Regions from separate parts of the Arachis hypogaea genome. Here region 1 is linked to region 2. Evidence: chromatin contacts called from public Hi-C data. All regions are on one chromosome and are shown on one strand. The core of a region is the stretch at or near the end of the contact, and the rest is flanking DNA. Distances in the headings are between cores, read along the strand shown.

What was found. Hi-C and Micro-C count contacts between places; a contact is called where the count stands out from the background.
Region 1: a contact with region 2 is called in a Hi-C map of leaf, with 2.8 times the contacts expected there. The contact joins the promoter of LOC112727209 here to the promoter of LOC112727206 in region 2. A contact is called at or near these places in 2 of 8 Hi-C or Micro-C datasets (leaf and an unstated tissue).

Annotation. Positions count from the first base shown.
Region 1 is chr12:26,647,480-26,651,799 of arahy.Tifrunner.gnm2.J5K5, forward strand. LOC112727209 (probable ADP-ribosylation factor GTPase-activating protein AGD6) reads left to right here and starts at 2,788. Exons shown (of 4, transcript XM_025776876.3): 1 at 2,788-3,928; 2 at 4,174-4,218. The coding sequence starts at 3,128.
Region 2 is chr12:26,474,744-26,479,127 of arahy.Tifrunner.gnm2.J5K5, forward strand. It overlaps LOC112727206 (protein MIS12 homolog), which reads left to right and starts at 2,595. Exons shown (of 7, transcript XM_029291050.2): 1 at 2,595-2,716; 2 at 2,822-2,918; 3 at 3,025-3,144; 4 at 3,404-3,496; 5 at 3,590-3,713; 6 at 4,378-4,384. The coding sequence starts at 2,595.

The sequences.
Region 1 (4,320 bases), core at 1,538-4,037, 170 kb after region 2:
GACAAACCATGATTTAAGCAACAGAAGAATGAAAATGCCGGCGGTGGTGTGGGATCCCGTGGCTGAATTAATGGTGGCAGGGATGAAGGACTACAATAAAGAGAAGGGTAGAACAATAATTCACGACATGTTTTTAAATGAATGGAATCAAAAGCATTCAAAATTCTTTAAGAAAAAAAAAGAAACTGACCCAAATGCATTGAAAGAGATTAATAGAGGCGAGGATTATGGGGATGATGATTCTGAAAGAACAGTTTCTTAGAAAAATTCAAATTAGTGTATTGGATTTTCCTCGGATGACATAAAGAATTGGGAAACATATTGGATGTGCCAATATTTTAATAAGGAGATAAATATAACAAAAAGTAATGAAGGCTTGTGCTGTTTGGGCCATCAGGATATTAGGCCAACAAATGCTCTTAGAGAAGATGGGCCAAGTGAGGGAAGGATTGGTGATGGGCGGTGGGCTAGAGGTGATGAAACAGGTCAGACCGTTGCAAATCAGGTTGTTGCTATACCTACAGGTTGCAGCACTAGGTCTCCTTCGAGGAGCGTTCCTTGTGCGTTGTTGGTGGTTGAGGATTGGTAGGGTGTAGTGACTCATGATCTGTGTGCACAGGAGACGACAAGTGTTGGCCATCGAGGATCACAAGCCCTTAACCACCAAGGATCACTAGCAGCGCCGTCGAAGGTCTAGGCCCTTAACCACAACAGCTTTGGTCGGGGGAATGACATTGCGGAATAGGCGAAAGCGGTAGCGAACCATGTGATAGAAACACCGCAATTGGGAATGGGTGAAGAAGAAACATGGCAAAGCTCATGTGCCATTGAATCATACCAAAAAAAGGATGTTCTAATTTGGTAGGAAAGGTGGGCGAATCAAGAATCGTGATACTAGTGATACAAATGGCTTGTAATGAAGAGTGTGCAGATGGAAAAGGTCGTGATATTGAGGAGGCTAGATCGAAAACTGAACCAGAGCATGTGAATGCAATGGATGATGAAAGGTTGAAGTGGGAGGAACAGATGAAGGATGACAATGTCATACAAATAAATAATCTGGGATCTCAAAAGTTAATAACTGGAAGCAAATAATGAAAGTCTAAGTGCATTTCTCGATACCTGGATGTCAACGGAAAAGAAAAGTCGTCAAATTCATGCGGCCTGAGAGTAGGAAACTGCCAGAATATCCAAGACTATAGTAGTTGGAGGGGGCCTGCCAAGTTCGTGACATTTCTGTTGGCCACTCGACACATGCATCGATATAGCCATGCCTAGCCGAACCTCAACTGTAAGTGCCCATCTCGTTAAGTTTTGCCACAAACAGCAACCACCGTATATGTACCTGATTTCCACTCTTGTCACCAAACAACTGAGTGGATAGCAGCATCATAATGTACGCACGTCCATATATGCGTACGATATTCTCAGGACGCCACCTCTCAATAAATGCGTTGACTAGGGGCTCGTCCAACTAGAATCAACATGTGTTCAGCCTAGTCAGGTGGTTCAAACCAGCACTCTCCAAATAAGATATGATCCTATCATACAAAGGCATATTCTATTGCCTCCGAACACTGTAAATACATCTAATTGGCTGCATGATGTGAGAAAAATAACCACACCGAATGAAATTCCAATACTTACAAGTTTAAACCATAAATTATAATTGGACACAAAAACTACAAATTTTTTGTCTATCCAATCTTAACTAAAATTTCAGATATACTTCATTTAACATTATTTTTCAAGCTAATTTTATTAAAATAGAAAAACAATACTTATAAACTTTTACATCAAATTTTGTTTCATAGATCTAAATATATTTTAGAACAAGTAAAAAATCTCCAACTTTTAAATTTATAAATCCTATATTATAAAATTTAAGTCTTAAATTTTAAAAGCTAAACTATAAAATTAATTTTAAAATTTTAAATTTTAAATTTAAAGTTTAAACTTTTAAATCTTAGTTTTCAAATACCATATTTAAAAAATAACCCTACAAACCTTAAAAACTATATTAACATTTGAACCCTAAATCTTAATTACTTTAGGATAAATATACTACTTAAACACTATATCCTTAATTTTAAATTTTAAATCTTAACTTTTAAATACTAAGTTACATATCTTAAATTTTGTATTCTAATTACTGCATCCTAAATACTACATATTATGTTATAAAATTTAATAATAAAAAAAAAACAAACTGGCCTCTTCATTGATGCCATCGACAACATGCGCAACGCTGTTGAGTTGGTATAGCTTGCCTTCGTCTGCCATGGTCCCACGCCTTAAGAATTTTAGGTACCCAAATCTTCTCCAATCCTTTTCTTTCTTCCCACTCAATCCACAACTCTAAACAAACAAACAACCCCCTCTAAAATAGTTGGTACTCAGTCAAAATGAAGAATCTGCGATTAAGTTCGACAAATTTATAGGTAAATATAAACTGCTATACCCCTCTTGCAGTTCATGCAATTAAGCGTTCGTGAGAAAACTGTTGAAGATGTGCTGCGATTTTTTTTTTAATATTCTATAACTTAAACCGCTATGCTTTTTATGGTTTACGTGTAATAACTAATTCACTCTATCCTTCTCACGATTTTTATAAATCTATAAAAATTACATTTTCTTATACAAGATTTAAAAGTTGTAATTCATAATATTAATTTACAAATAATTTATTTTGATAACTTGTCCTAATTTTAATTTTTGTTGTTTCAGTAAGAGAAAATATAACTAAATGTTTATATCGGTAAATTTGTATAGTTTAATTTATGTGAATATATAATTATTTTTTATTCAAATAATAGAAAAAAAGCCTGCAGATACTGGATCAAAGATAATGATTGAAGGTGATCCTAGGTAGCTAGCAATTGTCGTTAGGCTTTTAGCTCTAGTTACTACTATATTTTCCATCTGACAACCCAAATATCCGAATCAGTAACGTAATTACGTACTGTAACATCTTTCACCCTTCTCTAATCCCAAAAATACCCCAATCACTAACGTTTTAACACAACATATAAAAACAAACCCTTCTCAGCTTTTCTCTGTTCGCCACCAACCCAATCCAACCGAAACCAGCCCATTCCCACCCTTCCATTCCCACCAGCAGCCATCGATGGCGACGGCAGCGGCGTCACGGCGGCTTCGGGATCTGCAGTCCCAACCAGCAAACAAGATCTGCGTAGACTGCTCCCAGAAGAACCCGCAGTGGGCCTCCGTCTCCTACGGCGTCTTCATGTGCCTCGAGTGCTCCGGCAAGCACCGCGGCCTCGGCGTGCACATCTCCTTCGTCCGATCCGTCACCATGGACGCATGGTCCGAAATCCAGCTCAAGAAAATGGAAGCTGGCGGCAACAATAACCTCAACTCCTTCCTCGCCTCTTATTCTGTTCCCAAGGAAACTGATATAGTTAAGAAGTACAACACCAAAGCCGCCGCTATCTACCGTGATCGCATCGCCGCAATTGCCGAAGGGCGGCCGTGGCGCGATCCGCCTGTTCAGAGGGAGGATCTCGCCGGAGGATTCGCTACTGGAAAGGGAAAGCCTCCGATGAACGGCGGTGGAGGAGGAAACAAGCGGAATGACGGCGATTGGGAGGATTGGGGAACCGATGACGGTTTCGGCGGGGATTTGCGACGGAATCAGTCTGCTGGCGATGTGAGAAGTGTTGGCGGTGGCGGTGGTGTGGCGGGGAGGTCTAAGTCGAGTGAGGATATTTACACGCGGTCGCAGCTTGAGGCTTCGGCGGCTAACAAGGAGAGCTTCTTCGCGAGGAAGATGGCGGAGAATGAGTCGCGGCCGGAGGGGCTTCCGCCGTCGAAGGGAGGGAAATACGTCGGTTTTGGATCGAGTCCTGGGCCCATGGCGGCGCAGAGGATCAATCAGCAAAACGACTATTTCTCCGTCGTTTCGCAGGTGACTTTGTTTCTTAGTTGAATTTAAAACAGTCTCTCAAGTGGACTTTGCAAGCGACTGAGTCTTCAGTCATCTGCATATCGTCAACGTTGAATTTTTCATATTTTATCAATTTTTTAATAATAAATTAAAGATTCACCATTTTATTCGGTCTGTTGTGTGCAATTTCCACGTTAGAAGATCCTGTTTTGCATTGATTTTAATTTGTGGCCTCTTTCTTCGGTTGATTTTGTTCTTGTGTTCAGGGGTTTGGTAAATTATCGTTGGCGGCTCAGACTGCTGCTTCTAAGGTATTTACACTAACTCTGTTCCTTCAAGCCATTATTTTTAGCTACTTGTTCCATTTCCATAGCTGAGGAAAATGATTTTGTTAGAAGCAAGGCGTTTTCTTT
Region 2 (4,384 bases), core at 1,345-3,844:
CTCTAGTTTTTTTAACACTTGACAGAATATAGTGTAATCTCTCACCTTTGATTCTATAAGTGGGACCAGAAATAAATAAGAGATAGAGAGTAATGAATGGTTAGATTAAACACTGTACACTATCCAGTTTTTTCACTGGAGAGGATCCACTCCCCACACCCCCTGTTCATGAAACTATCCCTCTGAACTCTCAAGCAAAGTTCAAAATCACCCAACCAAAACCCTAGTTCTCCCTGCAACAGTTCTGCCGCAGTGCCGCCGCCGTCCGTGCTGTCGGTGCCTTCGCCTCCTCTTTTGTAGCCCATGTCCTCTCTTGTAGCTCAGCGTCCTCCTTCCCCTTGTCCCCGTCCTCCCTGGCTTCTTTGTTCGAGGCTTGGAGCAGCTCGCCGCCGTGTTGCAGGTCACTGTTGTCTTGCCGGTCGCCATCCGTGTCTCCGTCGAAGGTTAGTGGCACTGCTTTCACTTCTTCGGTTCTTCTCTTCCTTTTATGCTCTGTGTGCTAATTTTTGAATGTGAAATTGTGGATGAATTAATGACAATCAAATAATTGATTTTGTGCTGTTGCTCTTTTCTTAATTCCTGAAATTTTTGTTGAAATTTTCTTGTTGCTGCTAAGGATGGATTAGGGATTAGGGATTACTTGTTGCTGTTTTGTAATTAGGGATTATGCTCTGTTAGCTTTATTGATTTCAGGTTTAGTGTGATTAGGGATTACTTGTTACTGTTTTGTTATGTTTGTTGCTGAATGCTAAAATGGAAATCAAATCAAATGTTGTTTGTTGCTGAATGATATTTTTTGTTGCTGAATGCTGTTGGTAGTATTAATTTTGTGCTGCTATTAATTTTCTGGCGGTGCTGCTGCTGTTTTTAATTTTGTGAATGATTTATTAATTTCAGTTATGGATGATAGTTTTAACCTGCTGTTTTATGCTACTAATTTCAATGAAAAATTTGTCACTGATGTTGAGGGACTCTTAAGCTTATATGAAGCTTCACATCTTAGGATTCATGGAGAAGACATATTAGATGAAGCTCTTCGATTCACCTTAAATCCATTACTCTTATGAATGTTATTTTGTTTTATTTTATTTTTCAATTTGATGATATCTTTAATCTTTGTTGCCTATGTTAGTTGGTGTTTGTTGATGGCCTGGAGTTTTGAGCTGTTTGTTAGATGAGTTTAGTTGTGATAAATTTTGATAATTGTTATGTTTTGAGAAGGTTTGGTTTAGTGATTAGGTTGAGCTTGAGTTTAGATTGTGATAAATTTTGATAATTGTTATGTTTTGAGAAGGTTTGGTTCATTGATTAGGTTGAGCTTAATTGTAGAAGAGGTCTTGCTACTCGGTTGTAAGATTGTACAGTATTAACTTATTAAATGATTAGAATTGCATTTTGTTTGAACAGTGTTGACCTATTGAATAGTATTCAGTGATTGAAATTGCATTTTGCTATAGATGGTGATGATTTCTTATGGAATGACCAAGTTTGTATTAGACTACAAGTATGTGTTAGGCGTTTATTTATAATTTATTTATTATTTTATTATAAAATAGTTTTTTTCAGTTAGACCATGGTTGAACCAGTAAATCAGTGAACCAATAACTAAAATGGTTCGATGATCGATTCAGTTTTTAGAACCTTGGTTATAGTTGGTTTTTAAGATATTGTGAGACTTATTATGTCATTGCTGGTTATTTAAAATTTGATGTTGAGACTTGTTATATATATTTAATTTTTTTAATTTACAAAACCGTAAATCCAATCCAATCCAAACCGCATCGTAAGTAAAATTAGTATTCGAATCGAATGAATTTTTGACTCAAAATCGATCCAAACCGCACGGCGAACGCCTCTTACTATCTGTGAATAGTCGCAGGATGGAATTTATATAGATTATAGAATAAAGTAGGAGTGTAGGACAGGGCGAGGTTGGATAGTGCAAAAACCGCCTGTTGCCATCCCTGCAGCCCACTTTTTTGACCCACCTAACCAACATACACGGCAAAATCCCAAGCTCATTCTTTTCCATATTTACCATTTAGCCCCTCCCCTCCTACCATGCTCTTCAATTTCAACTAGCCCATCCATTTTCCCCTTCATCACAACTTGCAACCTTGCTCTCTTGTACTCTTTCCCCTCCTAATCCCACCTACTTCCTCTGCAATAAATTGTACTCCCTCTCTCTCTTTGTTGTTTTTTCTCTGACAATTTTAGCTCGTTCCATTACATTTTACGAGAGATGGGAAAAGTTTTGAATTTTTTAATCTAATTGAATTTAGAATAAAATCCAAAATAGTTTCTGACAATTACCTCAAAAGACAACAAAACCCTTAATAAAAAAAATACCAATTCAACTCCTGAAATTTACTTTTATGAGAAAAGTCAATGTTATTTTTTTGGGACAGGGACTAATAAGTCCCAAAATAAAATCAAGAGCCGGATTGGATGGTTTTTTTTTTGGGAGCCTTGTTGTCCTTTCGAAATAATTGTCAGGGGCCGGATGAAGTATTCACTTTTGAATATATATTTGTGGGTTGTGTTTGTTCAGGTTGTGTTTGAGAGAGAGAGATAGATAGAGATTTGGCGGGAAAATGGAAGGCAGCGAAAGTGAGGCCATCTTTGAATCTCTGAATTTGAATCCGCAGCTCTTCGTCAACGAAGTTCGCAACACCGTGGACGATGTTGTTGATGAAGCTTTCGATTTCTTCCACCAGTAAGTAACACCCTCAAACACTCCCTTCTTCTCCTTTATTTTTTCACTTTCAATTCTGAAATATCATTGTTTGTTTTAATCGGTTTTGTAATTCTATAATTTCAGAGAGGCATCAACCAAGTTGAACTCTGAAGGCTACATACAAAAGTCTGAAGATCTGAAAAAAGGTAACTGTTCTGCTGAACTGAACAGAATTTTACCAGTTAGAGTTACTTTTGTTGTGATAATGGAAATTTGAGAGTATGATAGTTGGTAGCTAGAGTATGCTAAGTGTGGTTCATGCCATTGTTTTGGTTTTTGTGAAAAAGGGAGTTGATTGCGTTCGGCAGAGGACCCAATCTGTTTTGGACAGAAGCTTAGCTATGTGGGAAAAATACTGCTTACTTCACTGTTTTGCTGTTCCCCAAGGCTTTTGCATGCCAAACACTGTATGATCTCTCTCTCTCTCTCTCTCTCTCTCTCTCTCTCTCTCTCACACACACACACACACACACACACACACATCTGATTTTATGACGGTCTAAAAATTAGTTCTGTTAACCGGCTATGAATATGCAGTATGATAAAAGTATACTATATTATAATATTATATATGCGTATGTACTAACTGAAGCATTTCTTATCCTCAGTAAGGATTTTCATTTTGTGAATTTATTATCTAACTTTAGGAAGACAATGTACTTCCAGGACAAGTCAAATGAGAATGGCCTCCATCCAGATGCTCCTTTTGATCCTGATATTGATGCCCAGTTAAATTCCTTAAGAACAAGACTAACAGAGGTCGTATGAATGATAATTGCTGAAATCCTTCTATTATGGGGTTCTACTTTGTTTTTGTCATTTGATTTACATTGATACTATTTGTGCTGTCAGGTGGGGAAGGAGTTTGAAGTGTTGAATCATGAAATTCAAATATTAGAAAAGCAGTCTACTGTCAATGCTCACTATGTCAATAATGCAGTACAATTATATGAGCAGAACCATGTGTTGTTTCAGGGTAATTCAAGAGCTCTGCTTCATCTTTATATTCATTTAATCATTTTTGCACGGCAAGTACTAGCCTTTTACCATTAGAGATTAATTGTGATGCGAAATGCATGCTTTCATTTTTGATTAAGCTAAAGGGTACTTCATTTTGTACCTTTATCTATATATGCTATTACATGCGTGCTGCATATAGCTTTCTTTTCCATTTTTGATGCAAATGGACATTTAATTGGTTCAACTGTTTGGATTCTAGAAATTTTTTCAAAATATATGTATTTTTCCACGCAATTGCATAGCAGTCAAATAATGCACAATTAGGAAAAGGTTTCTTTTTATTCTGTGGTTCATATATATCATATATGACTTGCATAATACATATTAGTATTTTACATGTATAAGATCAACTTTATATCTTTATAGCTTCTAACCTGATCAAGCATAATGGTGCTGCACTGTTAATATGGTTTAGGATGTCAAGCCCATGAACTCCAAGGGAGAAGCTTACCAAATAATGCTATCAACTTTTTTCCTGTATGATAATGATGATTATTATTATTGCTTTTTTTTTTTGGTGAAAATAAGCAGGAAGAATTTTGTACTTTCTGGTGGAAATAATTGTTAAGGTTTAAACTGATATTAAATGAAGTTTTGTAGTTGACTATTGTTTCCCACAGAGATTGT